2 separate regions of the Anser cygnoides genome follow, and region 2 is linked to region 1. Evidence: chromatin contacts called from public Hi-C data. All regions are on one chromosome and are shown on one strand. The core of a region is the stretch at or near the end of the contact, and the rest is flanking DNA. Distances in the headings are between cores, read along the strand shown.

Region 1 (7,549 bases), core at 1,277-3,776:
TGTGGCCTCCTTTTTTGAAAAGAGGGGGGTCAAAAAAGGACGGCAGGGAGCTGATCCTTACTGCAGAGCTCCCGTGGGGTAGGAAGGCAGTAAAACAAGGAACACCTGAGATGTGCAAAAAAAAAAAAAAAAAAAAAAAAGTCTTAAGCGGGGAAATTTTGGTGAAGAAAGAGTTAATGTTTTTAAGCAAGCACCCGTCCTCTTACCATAGATAAGGGTGCATTCTAGTGGCAAAATCCATGCAATGCAGCTGCATAGCTGCCTGATCTAAAAAGAAACCTGGGGAATATGAGGCTCTGGAGGAGCGTGTGCATGTGTGGAAGGGGGGGGGTGACTTGAATTGCCCGTGAACCTCGCCCAGAATTGCCTGATGCCTTCCAGTTTCCCCGGTAGATAACCGTGGGCTTGTGCTGGGGAGCGATCTCCCAGCCGCTCCTCCAGGTGTAACATCCCTGCGCACAGCTGCCTGGGCTGGCCACCGGGCTGCACGAGGCAATTTCGGAGATTCCCTTTGCCACGCTTCCAGCTTCCCCACTCCTAGCAATGAATGAGCACTGAGGGAGGCAAGTGCGAAGGACCAGGGCCCGGAGAGCTGTAACGCTGAGGAATGCAGCGGTGGAACAAAAGGCAGCAAACCGCAAGCTGTCCAGGACAGAGGATGAGCACTGCAAAGTCTTTTTTTTATTTTATTTTTAAACTTCTCCCCCCCCACACACACACACTTTTGTGCAGGGCGAGAGGCAGAAGAAGAATGAGCTAAAACGTGCAAATTGGACTTCGCATGGCAAAATTCCCCTTGTTTTCTGGCATGCCCTGAGCAACAGCGAACTTTTCCAAAGAGGAATCTAACACAGTTCTTACAAGCAGCCCAGCCCTCCCTCCTGCTCCCTGTCCGGACGCGTTAACCCTTGCTGTTTGGGGGTGTCAGGGGCACAGCCTGGCACTGGGAAAAGCCCCCCCTGCCTTTTCACCCCTCGCCCAGGCTGGGGCGGGTGGGAGAGGAGAGCTGGGCACGCCACACACACAAAGGCTCCTCCTGGGAGCAGGGTGGGCGAGAGCAGCTCCCTGGCACCCACCCAGCCATCTCCCTGCCAATCTCACCTTTGGAGCTGATGGTGGGGTGCACGCACCCGCTCCCCCCTCGCCGAGGGTCCTCAGCCACCCGGGCAGGGCACGGGGGTCTCCACCCCAAGCGAGACTGAGAGCAGCAGGATCAGGCCCTACTAATGCACCCCCCTCTTCCCTCCCCAAACTCAGCACCCTGACCTCTCCCTCCCGGGCTCCCCGCAGCCCAAACTGCCTCGCAACCCAATTGCAACCACTTTTCTCCTTCTATCCTTTTTTTTTTAATTTTTTTTTTTAAACCGTGAAGATCTCAACTTTTTTCTTTCTTTTTTTTTTTTTTTTTCCTTCTCTTCCCCTGTCTTTCCCCTCCCCATCCTCGCCTTCCCCTTCCCCCTCCTCCTCCCCTTGTCTCTCCTCATAATATTATCCTTGATCACTGCCCGGGGTTTGAAGCCCAGAAGTCAGAAGCTGCGCACCCCACCCCCACCGGCTCGAGTGTGCACTGATAGGGCCCTGGCTGCTGGCACCCAGTCAAGCTGAGGTGTCATTGGGATCTCAAATTGCAGCTAGGGGCTGGCAGGCAGCCAGGGGCAGTCTATTTAAAAGACAGCCTGTTCTGCAGTATTCAGTCTCTTTAGAAACTTCTCCAGGGGAAAAGTGTTGGGAGATCTACAAAGTGGATTTTTTTTTTTTTCCTCTTTTCTCATTTTTTTTTCCCCCTTCCTTCCCCCCCGTTTTTACCGCTCCTCTGCAGACTTTGCAAGCAACCACTCTAATTTTGCAGAAAACTTTTTTTTTTTTTTTTTTTTGCCTTTTCTTTTTATTTTTTGCCTTTTTGGGGGGCTTTTTTTTCCCACTGTTTTATTATTTTTTATTTTTTTTTTTGCCTTTGCAAATCTTGGAAGAGGAAAGCGGGAGGTTGAACAGAGCCGATCGAAACACAACTTTGCTTCATACCAAGCTTCCCAGCAGCTCGCTGCGTCGGGAGAGACTTTTTCTCCTCCTGCAGAAGAAAGGGGGAGGGAAGGGGAGCTTTGCATCCCCCCTTCCTTCTCCTGCGGGGCTTTCTTTTTTTATTATTATTAATTATTATTTTTTATTATTATTACTATTTTTCTCCTGGCTGCTTTGATGCAATAAGAGCAGGACACTGGTTTTCAAGGAACTTTGCTCCCTTCCCAACCTGCCTCCTCCCAGCCCTTTGGGAAGAGTGTGCGTGTGCGTGTGAGTGAGTGCGTGAAGTCGCCGTCCCCCCCCCACCCCCTCCCCCGGCTCCCCCCGCAACCTGTGGGCTGCAGCCCCCCGTGCAGCCCCCGCACGCTTCTCTCCCTTTCCCCCCCCCCCCCTCCCCTCTCCCTTTCCCACCCCCCTCTCTTTTTTGCGCTCCCGCAGATCGCGGTGAGAATCCCCCCTTTCGAGGCGAAAAAAAAAAAAAAAGAAAAGGAAAAGAAAAGGAAAAAAAAAAAAAAGCCGGCAGGAGGAGAAAAAGCAAGAAAGACAAAAAGCCCCAAAGCAAACCTAGCCGCCCCCCCCCCCTCCCGCAGCCAAAAGCAAAGCGGGAGGCTCCCGCACCCCGCCAATAACCCCCCTAAGCCTGGGGCGCCGGCAAGCGGGGGCTGCGCTTTCCGCCCTTTTTCTTTTTTGAATTCGCCGATTTTCTCCGCTCCCCCCCCGACCCCACAACACCCCCCCCACCACCACCTCCGAGCCCCCCGGAGGGGGCCCGAGCGGGTAAGCGAGCTCCGCCCGCCCCCGCTCCCCGTCCCGCAGCATCCCCCCGGCGCGATGCTGCTGCGGCTCCTGGTGCTGCTGGGCGCCTGCCCGGGGCTGTCGCGGTGCCTGGGCTCCTTCGTGCAGTGCGAGCCTTGCGACGGCAAGGCGCTGTCCCTCTGCCCTCCGCCTCCCCTGGGCTGCGAGCTGGTGAAGGAGCCGGGCTGCGGCTGCTGCCTCACCTGCGCCCTGCCCGCCGGGCAGCCCTGCGGCGTCTACACCGAGCGCTGCGCCCGGGGGCTCCGCTGCCTCCCCCGGCAGGGCGAGGAGAAGCCGCTGCACGCCCTGCTCCACGGCACCGCCGTCTGCCTGAGCGAGAAGAGCTACCGCGAGCAAGCCAAGGCCGGTGAGTGCCCCGCGGCCGGCCGCCTCCTTCGCTCCCTTTCCTCCTTTCCGTCTTTTTTATTTATTTATTTTTTTTTTTTAATCCCCCGGTCCCGGGTGCGTTTCCCTGCCCCGCCGCCTGCTTTTTCCGCCTTGCCGCCTCCCCCCCCCCAGCTCTCCGCTTGCTTTTCCTCTCCCCCCCCACCCCCCCCCACTCCCCCCGGGCTCTTTTTTTTTCCCTGTCCCCGCTCCCCCAGCTCGCCGGCTGCGTTTTGCAGCGGTCCAGGTGCTCTTCCGCGCCCCCGCTTGCTTTTCCTCCCCGCCGGCTGCTTTTCCATCTTTCGGCCCCGCTTTTCCGTCCCCGGCTGCTCTTCCGTTTCCCCTCCCCCCGTTCGCTTTTCAGCCTTTCCGGCTGCTCTTCCATTCCCCTCCGCCACCACCAGCTGCTTGTCCATCTTCCCAGCTACTTTTCCGTCTTTCCACCTGACTTCTCCCTCACGCACGCACCCACCCCGGCTGCTTTTCCATCCTTCCGGCTATTTCCCCCTTCCTTCCTCTCCCTGCCCCTCCACCCCCTGCTTTTCCAAGCCCCCGTCTTTCCAGCTGCTTCTCCACCGCCACCACTTCCCCTGGCTGCTCTGCCACCCCCCTATTGCTTTCCCGCTTTTCCAGCTGCCCTTCCACCTGCCCAGCTGCTTTGCCATCTCTGCGGCTGCCCTTCCATTCCCTCAGCTGCCCACCCGTGCCCCCCACCGCCTCTCCAGTCCTTCTTCCCATCCGCGCCCCGGTTGAACCTCCCGTTGCATCATCTCACACCCCCCCATCCATCCCCACTGGGTTGTCCCATCCCCGGCAGAGAAGTTTTCTTCCCCCACCTCCCAGAAACTTGTTCCTGGTCCCAGCTGCATCGCGGTCCTTCTCCAGTTGCATCCTTTACATCTCTCCTGCATCCCCATCCTCGCCCTCTCCAGGACCCCCTTTCTCTCCGCTTTGCTCTGGGGCTCAAGCTGGGCTCTGCACTTGAGATAAAAGGGTCCTTCTGGGCAGGGCACCTGCCCCATCCCCAAAACCCTCAGCTCCCCCCGGGTTTATCGCTCAGCCTCCCTCCTTCTTGTGGCTGCGGCCGCCTGCCCCTCCTGGCTGCCTGCTGCTGGACCTCTTTGTTGGGCAACGGGTTTTAGCGCTGGGAGGTGAGGAGAGCAGGTGCATTAGGAGCAGGGAGGCTGTGGATGCAGAAACGAGCGGCGGTGTCGCTGACGGTCAGACAGAAGGCATTAAAAGCCAGCACGAGGGCTGGCGCGGTAGCAGCAGCGCTAAGCCAAGCTTCTGAACTGCTTGCACCTTGCACGTGACAAAAGCACGGCAGAAAGCGCTCCTTCGCTTGGCCGCTCGGTTAACTCCCACTTCTGGGTCCTGCGGCTGGGACAGGGACAGGTCCCCTCTGCTCCTCCAAAAGCTTCTGTCCTTCTGCCATGGCATGCAGGGGAGGCAGGGGGGGGGGTCTGCGAGTCCAGGGGACCTAGGAAAGCACTTTGGAAAAAAAAAAAAAAAGAAAGAAAACAGAACCAAGCTCCCCCCCCCCCCTTTTTTTTTTGGTTCAGGAAAATGTCATTTTAGCTTGTTAGCAAGCTCCTGCTTATACCGGCGCAATGGGAATCCGTTTCTCCTTTCCAGCACCTAATAAATCCTGGTGCTTTTATTATTTTTCCCCTTTGCTGCTTGCAGGCAGCGGTCATGCTGTCGCGCTCCATCCTTCAGAGCAAAACCAATTTCTGTGGGCACGTATATACATTGACGTATAACTTTCCCCCCTCCAAATGACCAAAACTGTCCGGCCCTCCCCTAAAAGTGGCCAGAAACAGCAAAACAGAGCTGGGCCTTCTGCAAGGGAGCTGGATGGGGTGAGGGCCGGGAGGGGAGGTGCGTGGGGTGCGTGGGGAGCAGAGGGGGAAGCCGGGAGCTGCTGCCCCGTGCGGGAGCCCAGGAAGCCGTGCACGAAGCCGCTGACGGCCGAGCTATGCGAAGTATCCCCGAGCGCGTCATCCGCCGTGTTTATTTACCCTGCGCGTGTGCGTGTGTGTTCGGGAGGCAGGCGGTGTGGCCAGGAGGTGAAGCCATGCAGGCAAAAGGCAGCAGCAGCTGCGAGAGTGGGGCTGAGCCTTGCACCCATAGGCAGGGCGCCTCGCGCGAACCGAAGGCACCCCAGAAAGCTTTGTGTCTTGGCTCCCGGTGTGAGCCTCCTTTCCTTCCGCCTGCCTCGCTCTGCCCAAGGAGCCTGGTCCTTTAGCAGGTGCTCTGCTTGCAAACTCTGGCTGGTCGCCTCGTAACGTCGCTGCTTTTGGTTAGCTTGGGATGGGGAGCACCCTTTGAGTGAACAAGGAGAGGAATAGGGAAGAGGCTGCAGGTTTGTTGCAAAAGCAACCCCCGGCACCACCTGCAGTTGCCGTTCGGGCTCCCCGAGCGCCGCAGGGGGGCTCTTTTCAGTGGGTTTTGTTTGCAGGTGGGAGGTGAGCCCTGGCGGGGAAGGCTTCTGCAGGAAGCCGCAACAGACCAGCAGGCTTCTCCCGAGCTTTGCATGATTGAAAAAAAAAAAAAAAAGAAAAAGAAATAAAAAATAAATCAAGAATTCCTGAGGATGGGAGAGGGAAAAAACGCTCTTGGCATTCAACTGGTAGTGTGTGAGAACAAAGTATATTTTCATAGGCGTGTTACTAAGCAACGGGGCAAGGAAAGAAATGAAGTTTGACTTGAACTTTCTGGCCTCTGCCAGTTTGGCCAGCAGCGCAGGGACTGTGTGCTGGGGAAGCTGGCCTGGCCCTCCGATCTATCAATGACCAAAATTGGCCCTGAGCTGCGAACCGCTGGGAAAGAATCAGCACTCTGCGAAATCAACTCTGGGACAGTGGCGAGGACCAGATCAAACTGCATTTCTATCTATTTCTGCACTTGTGCTGGCTGAGCTGAAAATCACAGATGCTTTCCTCCTTATAGCCGAGGTGGAAAGGCAGCAAGAATATTGCAGGAGCTCGGCGCTGGGAGGCCGGGCTTGGCTGTGCTGCAGACCAGATGTTTCGCGTGGGGACAGGATGCTCCTGGGCACCGTGCCTCAGTTTCCTCTTCTGTAAGCTGGGCACGGCAGTGCTGAGAAACGCTAGGGCTCCTGCACAGGATGTGCTCCTGGCTGGCGAAGAGGTCGGAAATGAAAGCAAATGTGGGATTAAAGGGCTTTGGTAAGGCTCGTTTTAAGTAGGCTGATGTGTAGGTAGTGACAGGATGGTCCCTGTAGTCCTTGCTGGCACAACAGTCAGACACCGTCCTTTACCGAAAGCCAAACACCGCTGCTGTAATTGACATTCCTGGTTAAAAAAAAAAAAAAAAAAAAAAAAAAAAAAACATGAATGAGCTTCATTTATGGCACAAGCTTCAGGATTCTGGGTTTTCTCTGTTTTGTTTAAGTTTTGTTTGAAACACACCGCGTCTTTCCATTTTCGCTGCCCCGTGCTCCCGCCAGACTTCCTCCTGCTGACACAGCAAGGTCAGGCCGAGCGCCGGGGAGCGCGGGGCACAGATCGCAGCCCGCCGCCCTGAAACAGCTCGTGGAAAAACAAAGGTTGTCAAATATTTCCTTCTCCTCTCTCGTTCCTTCTCTCTTTCTAGAAAGCGAGCGAGACTTGGCAAGTTTCCCCACGAAACCGTGCGCCAACGATAACCAGGAGGGGAAGGGAGGGGGGTGCGCAGAATTAGCGCTAAGAAAATCGTCTTTGCTGCGTCAGCTGGAAGCAGGCGGCGGAGGAGAGCTGTGGAGCCCAGGTTTCCTGCGGCTCCTGTTGGGTGCAGTCCTTCATCCCGCCCCAACACGTTCCCCCCCACCCTGCTTCTCCTTCCAGTGCTCTTCCCCTCCCCGCCCAGCGATGCAGGATGCGGGCGCGGGGTTTTGGGGACACGCAGCAGCAGCTGTGGGCTTGGGGAAGGAGCCGTGCGGTGCTGAGCACCGGGTCTTTTGTGCAGAGCAGCTCCCGAGCTGTCAAGGCAAAAGCTAGTATCAACAGGCCTGCAAAGCCTCCTATCCGAAACAGGAAAAACCCCAGTTTTCTTTTGATCTGAAGTTTCAGCAACAAGAACAATATATTAAAAAAAAAAAAAAAAGAGAGAGAGAGAGAAGGTGAAATCCATCAGGTGCCAGCAAGAAAGCTGGGTTTCTGCGGTGTGCGTGTACGGGGGAGGGAGGGATGGGGTGGTTCAAACAGGAAAGGAGGGGCCTTGGCTGGAAAGACTTTTCAGCAGCCTGGTTTCTAAGGAAGGAGCAAGAATATTAAGTAGTTGATCCAAATGAAATTCCTGCCTGGTGCCAGCAGAGTTCACCGGAGCAAAGACGTGGCTTTGTGCGTGC
Region 2 (7,549 bases), core at 2,064-4,563, 90 kb before region 1:
TCTTCTTGTTCACAGGCAATATCAATGAACATTAATTACCATTCAGTTCAGACCCCAAAAAAGAAGAAAGAACACTGAACAAGAACATTTGTGTTTCATGAGGCTGCAATGGAGATGGGGTAAAGGCCAGTCTGTGCTAGAGCTACAGTCATGCAGGAGACTCATTTACAGTATGGCCATCCGCAATGGTAAAGTCAAAAGAGAACCATGTTCAGTCTGAGCCAGGACCTGGTCCAGGGCCAAGACCATTTCCTCTTTGGCCATGGTATTTACACCATCAGCAATCTGGAGGTTTATCAAGACTCTGCCACTGCTTCTCTCAACCAATTTACAGTTATTCATGAAGCCATGGCAACTTGACTGTGAGTCTGAGCCCTTCACTGTCACTTGGCCAAGCTGGGCAGATTTTGTTTTCTCAATTGCAGCTCGGAAACCAAGCTAGCTCAGCCACCTCTGGTCATTTTGGTCATCCTTCCTCTGAACTGCCTCCACTTTGTCTCTCTCTTCCTGGCAATGACAGGCAAAATCAAGCTGTCTTCTCACCACTCTTTCAAAACAAATTAACTAGAAAGAGGTCTTCTCTCCCAAGGACAGAGGCTGCTGTTTAGGATTTCTGAGCTCCCTGCTCTCCCACAGACTCAATGTCAGGCCTTGGACAATTAAAATCCACCCCTGGTGCCTCAGGTCCAACTGTCAAAGGACAATTGCAATCCATTTTTCTAATTTGCATTACTGTTAGAGTGGATAATGAAAAGCCAGAAGAGCTCCTCACCGAAACAAGAACATGACTTTTTGTTTGTTTGTTTGTTTTCTATCAATGTTTCCTAAACAGAGAAGTCTGTCACAATTCAGGGTGTCACCCATTTGTAGTACTCTTCACTGGAACTCTCTGCTACCACCTCATGCACGTACATTGCAGCCAGCTCTACAGAGCTCTTTGTTTCTCATTTGGACCCTCAAACCTTTCCCTGGCAGGTCTTGTCAGGCCTCTTCCCCATTTGACTAAGTTTATTTATCCCTCTGCTACATGCTCAGCTCTTCCTGAGTTAGTCTCTCCTTTCTAGTCCATTCCTTTTCCCACTGCAGTTCCCGTCCTCCCAAGCAAGGCATTTAATGAAGAGCACAGTGCTCACATGCTTTCTTCAAAGCACCTAGCTCAGTTCAGACAGGGAGCTAATGATTTCCCAGGGCAGTGCCGTGGGCTTCTGCACCGTCTCTGCTGACACAGCATCTCCAAAAATTCCCTAAGAGAACCTCTCCTCCTCCCTTTGACAGAAGAGTGGGTCAGAAACCTTTCTGCTGGGGGGTCTTTCTGAGGTTTGCAATCTCTGGATGTTCAGGGGAAGGATGAAAAAAGGAAAATGAAGAGAGCCAAGAAAGTCAGAGCAGCTGCAGAGGCTGCTGCTGAACAAGGAGACGGTGGCTTGGCACACCCATTGAATGCACCAGAGGTGAGGCTAGAAGGCAGAAAGGCATTGGGGGGTGGGAGAAGAGAGGAACAGATTTAAAGGAGAGGGCAAGGGCAGATGAGGTCAGAAATGATGGAAGGAGGGGAAATGTTGAGGTGGGAAGAGTTGATGTAAGAGGAGGAAAGCAGGTGAAGGGGCCACAGGAGACTAAGAGGACTGGAGAAATGAGGCTGTGCAGAAGGGAAACATTTCCTGGACATCTTCCTAATGCTTGCAGGAGGGATGGAGGGGGAAGGAGCCCCAGTCTGTTCTCTGACCTCTGAAATTACACAGCCTTCAAGAATATTTTGTGCCATTTCTCCCTGATGTGAAGAGGATGCCAACAGCTCCAGGTGAGCAACCCAGACCACCCTCTGAAACTTGCTGCAGAAGGAGACTTTCATTATCCCGTTCTCCTATGCTAAAAGATTAAGGGAATGATCCAGGCCACTAGCAGCACCTAGGTTAGGAATTATAAATTAACCCACCTAAGGGCCCCATGCCCTTGTCTCAGACAAAATGAACCAGACACAGGGAACATACCTATTCCAGACACGTAGAAAGAGAATGCATTGAACTGCTGCACATAACTTCAGAGCTGCTAAGAAATATCCCTGGGAAGTAACTTCTGAACTGCATCAGGCATTTTTCTGCCCCCCAAATCCCTAAAGAGTAACAGCATCCCAGACAAAAAGCAAGAGGGCAGCTGTCTGAGGTGGCAGTGTATGCTTTGCAAGATGTGCTTTGGAGAGGCAGGGCTGCTGACAGGGCATGGCGAGGGACCCCCAGGACCCATCCTGCATGCAGAGAGTGGTCCTCAGCCTTCAGGCCCACCTTTTACAGAAGCAAAAGAGCATCCAGGATTCACAGCAAGCAGCAGCTCCAGGGCACTAGGTTAGGGACCATCACAGCTCTGGCGAGCAGCTGGGTACCTTCTGCTGCAGGTCTCTGAAGCAGGGACAGAGTCTGTCCCCCACCCTATCCCTCAGCATGCCGCGCCAAGAGAAGGCAAAGTCTGAAAGGGAAAGCAGCATCTTTAATTAAAACAGGCCCTATGTGACTTCATCACTGCACAATTCCTGCTGCCTCTGCCCCACAGAGCTTCTAACAGATCATCTGCTGGGGGTGAGCAGAGGAGAGCTGCAGCGCTGGCCTGCCAATTATGTGCAAAATGTAGGCAGTTTTACTCCGGGGACCAAAACATCAGTGAAAGTGCAAGTGAATCTGGTTACTGGAAAGCCAGGACGCAATGCACATTTCTAATGTTTCAGGGGATGATGCTGTCCTAAAGATGATAGGATAGCACGCCAGCTGCTGGCCTTGCAGCACTTGGAAAGAAGCTGGGGACAAAGTTCCTGTTTATGCAGAAGTGACTGAGTAACTAGCAATTTTGGGAAGGGAGCATAACACACTCCTAAAGAGCAGTCTTTCACTGGGAGGTTTTCAGTTTGTGGTCAGTCGTTGCAGTGTGAGATTCACGAGCTGCCATCCAACATGCCTCAGGCCCGGGTCATGGCTGAGCAGCTCAGAGAAAGTCCACCAGAAACAGCAGGGAATCTGGTTCCTGGCAAATGGGAAGCAGATTTGGGACAGGGAGGTGACATGAATGGGGAGTCACACAACAGGCTTGCAGACATAGGAGTCGAACGTCACCTAGTGAGAAAGACACGCTAAGGCTGGACATGTCACCGGGAGCAAACAGTGGGGGAAGGAGCTTTCTGCCATGAGCTCTGCCTGTACATCTGGACCCCAGCCAGTCTCGTGCTGCTACCCAGAACATTGCGCTTTTTCTGTCCTCCTGATAGATGCAAAATCTGGTCATTTCTCTATCATCTCACAGCTTGCTGTTGTGGTTTTTGCTGTCCAACCCAGGGGCTGAGGGGAGCAGGAACAGCCCATGTTGTTGAATGAAAAGGGAGGGGATGAGCCCATGTTCACTTCACCAAGGATCTCTATACTCAGCAGGTTTGGAGGCCAGACTCGACCACAGAGACGTCAGAATTTGGAGGTCCTGCCAGACCAGGCAGGTGAGACGCTGCTCTGGCTGTCCTCTCATGCTCAGCAATACGGCCCATGATGAGCCCTGTGGAGTGTCACCCATAGCCCCCATGCAGGCTGAGATCCTGCAAGAGGGTTGCTGTCTGAGCAGGCCTCTCCTGGGGCTGCTGGAGGACGTGGGGCTCTCTGTGAAGGCACCCTGGGGAGCCAGGAGCCCCCTCACAAGCAGTGCTCAGACAAGGATCTGGCAGCATTCAGGGCCCAGTGGGTAGGGAATAGAGTGGTGAGGAAGGATGCCTGCTGAAAAAGGGGGATGCTTGCAGTGCAAAGGTAATTAGTTTTTTGCTGATGCAAAACTATCTCCTCCCCACACTCAGGACTCCTTCATTCCTCATCCACTTCATTTTATCACTTGCATGACAAGCTCCAGGCACAGGATGTTGCTCCCTCTTCCAGGTGCATCTCTGCCCTCCTCTGCAATTCACTTATCAAAGCAAGAAAATGTTTGGCTTAAGTTTCCATTTGTGCTGAGACAAAGCAGAGGGGACTCAGTGGTACTCTCAGAGGACAAGTCTCATTTTTGTAAGTGGCAGGCTGCTGTCACCAGGTGATGCTGTAGCTGCAGTGCCCCTTAGCCTTGCTGCAGTCAGGATCTCATTCATGTTTTTTTCCTTTTCTGTGGAACTTCAAGGCAAAGCTGAAAGATACCCCAAGGTCTTGGTTCCCAGAGTGTCAAATCCCTGCCACAACACTCCCCCTAAATGATAAATTTTAAAAAGTTTAAAAACAAAACAAACAGACAAACAAAACACAACAAAATACAGCGCAACAAAGCAAACAAAACAACAACAGGAAAGAAACAACTCATCCCAAAGCTCCACGCTTGAGCACTGCTAAAGTGCAGGAGGGGCTGGCAAGTAATTAAAAGGAAAGAGACAACTCTCTGTGGGTTGCACTACACTTAGGTGCTGGGAAGTCTGGGTGGGAAAGCAAGCACGGACTCTCAGAAGAGAGAGCTGCTGGTACAGTGGTTACTTGAAGTCTAAGTATCTAAAAAGAAAAAAAAAAGTAAATTAAAAAAAAAAAAAAGAGTTCTGCTGGTTTGTCCAACTCCACCAGTTTACAGCTTTCCTACATTTGCCCTGGAAACTTGCCAGGCAGTGTACAGTGAACATAAAACATTGCAGGCTTGTGACTGCTTCCCTTTGCTTTTTCAAGTTCCAAAGTCAGACGGGACTTTTTTTTTTCTTTTTTCCTTTTCTACTTATTTTTCCCAAAGGGCAGAGACAAAGCTATTCCTCATGTGAAGAAGCTGAGCTCCTGAAAGGATCTGAGCCTTTGCGTGCCTGGCTTTACATGTCCCCCTTGCTCGGCTCCGAGAAATGCTCTGCTCTAAAAGAATAGCGTGGTGTGAGATGCCTATAAATGGAAGATGAAATTGTTACTACTAAGCCTGGGCCCTGCCAAGGCAAACAAGTGCAGGGCAAACTGTGTGTGCAAAGGAAGGGAGCTGAGAAAACTCGAAGTCAGCTGAATCATAGCTTCACTTTAATTTTAACATCACTTAAAACTACATAAACACAGCCATCTTATTAATAACAAAACTAGCCCCTCAGTAGAGCTGTTGTTTGGAAAGCCAAGCCCGTGCGCACGGGTGCAATGGGAAGAATGCTGCAGGAGAGACGTGCCTTCCAAAGCTGTGTTTTAAATTTAAAATAGTTGGGATGTCTGAGATGCAGCAGCTTTGCAGGAGCCATGAATAGCATTTGATGTCTCTGCTGTGGTTCACCAGGGTCCTGACCTCCGCAGGGCCAGCAGTTTGTCACGGCCTGTGCAACGAAAGGGAGCACGCTGCGGACAGCTGCTACCTGCCAAGGTGGGGCACAGCCCCACCTGAATGGGAAAACACTCCCAAATCCCAGATGCTGCTCAGCCCGGTGTTCTGCTTTCTCAGTGTAGGATGATGCATGAGAACTCTTGCATTGTCCTCATGTCAGGCTTTGCAAGAGCTGTCAGTACGGGCTTGAAGGAGAAAATTGTGTGCACACATTTTTAAAGCATACACACCCACACTGCTCATGCAGAAGTTGACAGGGTGCAGCAGTGTAAATCCCTGGTGCATTTCTCCACCTACCACCTTGACTCGCCGGTGAGATTTCTGTGGGATATTGGGATTGTGCAGAAGTGAGCATGCTCCAGGGGTGCACTGGTGTGAATGCATATGGCTCAGTCCTGTGCTCTGTCTGACGTTTAGTGAAAGGTCTAAAATACCATTTGCTAATTAGGCGGTGAAAGTGATAAAGTTACAGGAACAATCTGCAGGGGTTTTGAGATGCTCCATAGCAGACTGCAGAGCAGAGCAAAACATTTTTACTGTTGTCTACCAGGAATGATTTGGTATCAGTGGTGATCTGATAATCTCAGGGTGAGGAGTGAAAACACACTGGTACGAGGCTTGCTCTTTATTACTTCTGACATTTTATAAAGTCAGGCTGGCTCAGCAGCTCCCCTAATATATAGCCCCTAAAGCAGAGATGCAATTCCTAACGCTTTCCTAATGAAACTCCCCTGACTTCCATGGCCTTGTGTTAAGACCGAATTTGGCCCCATCAGCAAAGCACATTTGGATTTCCAAACTGCAAACTGCCTCTTGATTCCAGAGGGACTTGAAAAACTCCCAGAGCACTGGAGTGCAGCAGTGAGATTTATGCTTTTCCCTGACTTTTCACTACTCACTAATATGTTTGTAGGGCCAAAGTAAAGCCAGATCTGGCATTCTCCACTCCCAGTTTCTCTACTACCCAGGGAACTAAATGACAGTGTAGGCTGAAACAGTAATGCTTTAAGCCCTAAAAGAGCTTTTCTGGGGTACTTGCACAGCCTGTGGAAAGAATGTATACATAGATATTTGGAATATGAAGGCTCAGCTCTTTATCTTTCCTGTCTGCAGACCCACTGATGACACAGGTTCCTGTGCAGAGGCAGAGAAGTGAAGCCAAAATAAAGATTCTTCTGTTATTTTTTTGTAGGAAAGTAGCACCTCTAGGCTTGGTTGTGTTGGGCACTATTTGTACCCACTGCCCAAACCAGTCCCAGCACTGGAAAAAGGTGACTGCTAAACAGATAAGCAAGTGAAAGGAGGAAAGAGGCACAGGGAAAGTTTTAGAGAGCCAGAGCAGCCCAGCACAGGCTCAGGGTTTCTCAGCAGCATGGGAAAGAGGGGCTTTGCTGCTCCTTCTTTTGCCTGGGGATTAGAGGAGGTGGGGGCTACATGTCCACCAGCCTTAACCATGGCCCCTGATCTCCCTTCAGTTTTCAGCTCCCTCCTGCTGCCTTCCAAGCACGGGTCTCCCATGCACCCCTCAAAAGCCAGTTGAGGTTGCTCCAGTGAAATTTCCCTGGCCTCCCTGTTGATCATCTTGCATCTTCTTTTCTTGGTGGCAGGGCTGACTTAAAGCTCTCAATCACTACCACCATCGCACTCAGAGGTCTCACATTCTTTCAGCCCCAATGGTTATAAGAAATCATAAAGTCTGAGTCCTGCTGTTAGCAGCAGCCACATTCCCACAACCCCTCTTGTGAGTCTATCAAGAAAGAAAGATGCTTTAGATGCTTGTGACAGGGCATTGGAGCAAGGAATTGCAGTAGAGCAGTATTTCTCATCCAGTTGTCCATGAAGCACTGTTAGATGAAGGGCTGTGAAATGATTGCAAATTATTAATTATACTAATTCATGTTCTCGCATGCAAACATGCAGCCAAGTGGGGAAAACAACAAGAGGAACATGCAGGTAATCATCTTCTTTTTAGTAAGCTGTAAATGAAAAGTGTTGTGGTCACATTAGCATTTGTCATATTGCCAAAGGTTAAAAAGCTCAAAATGAGCAGATCTCTGGAGGCTTTTCTCAGTTCCATTTCTATGACTTTATAATCTGAAAATGAGTTTGTCTGTGGGTTTTGTTGTTGTTGCTTGTTTTTCGTTTTTAACTTTTGTATTACTGTTTTCCATCTATTCACATTGTCTAGATACATTCATGGGCAGCCTGTACCCAGCTGTTCCTGTGCCAGCATTGTAGGACAGTTAAATAGCTCTCTTTCCTCCCC

What was found. Hi-C and Micro-C count contacts between places; a contact is called where the count stands out from the background.
Region 2: a contact with region 1 is called in a Hi-C map of liver, with 3 times the contacts expected there. The contact joins the enhancer-like site here to the promoter of IGFBP5 in region 1. A contact is called at or near these places in 2 of 7 Hi-C or Micro-C datasets (both in liver).

What each region holds. Positions count from the first base shown.
Region 1 is chr6:31,198,848-31,206,396 of Taihu_goose_T2T_genome, reverse strand. IGFBP5 (insulin like growth factor binding protein 5) reads left to right here and starts at 2,526. Exons shown (of 4, transcript XM_048046987.2): 1 at 2,526-3,181. The coding sequence starts at 2,851.
Region 2 is chr6:31,289,640-31,297,188 of Taihu_goose_T2T_genome, reverse strand. No RefSeq gene overlaps it. Among named protein-coding and RNA genes, the nearest start is that of IGFBP5, 90 kb to the right of the region's middle. Within about 2 kb of position 3,313, at least 2 of the 3 cell types and tissues checked have open chromatin away from gene starts, as enhancers often do. A contact at or near this core is called in liver, where this site is marked.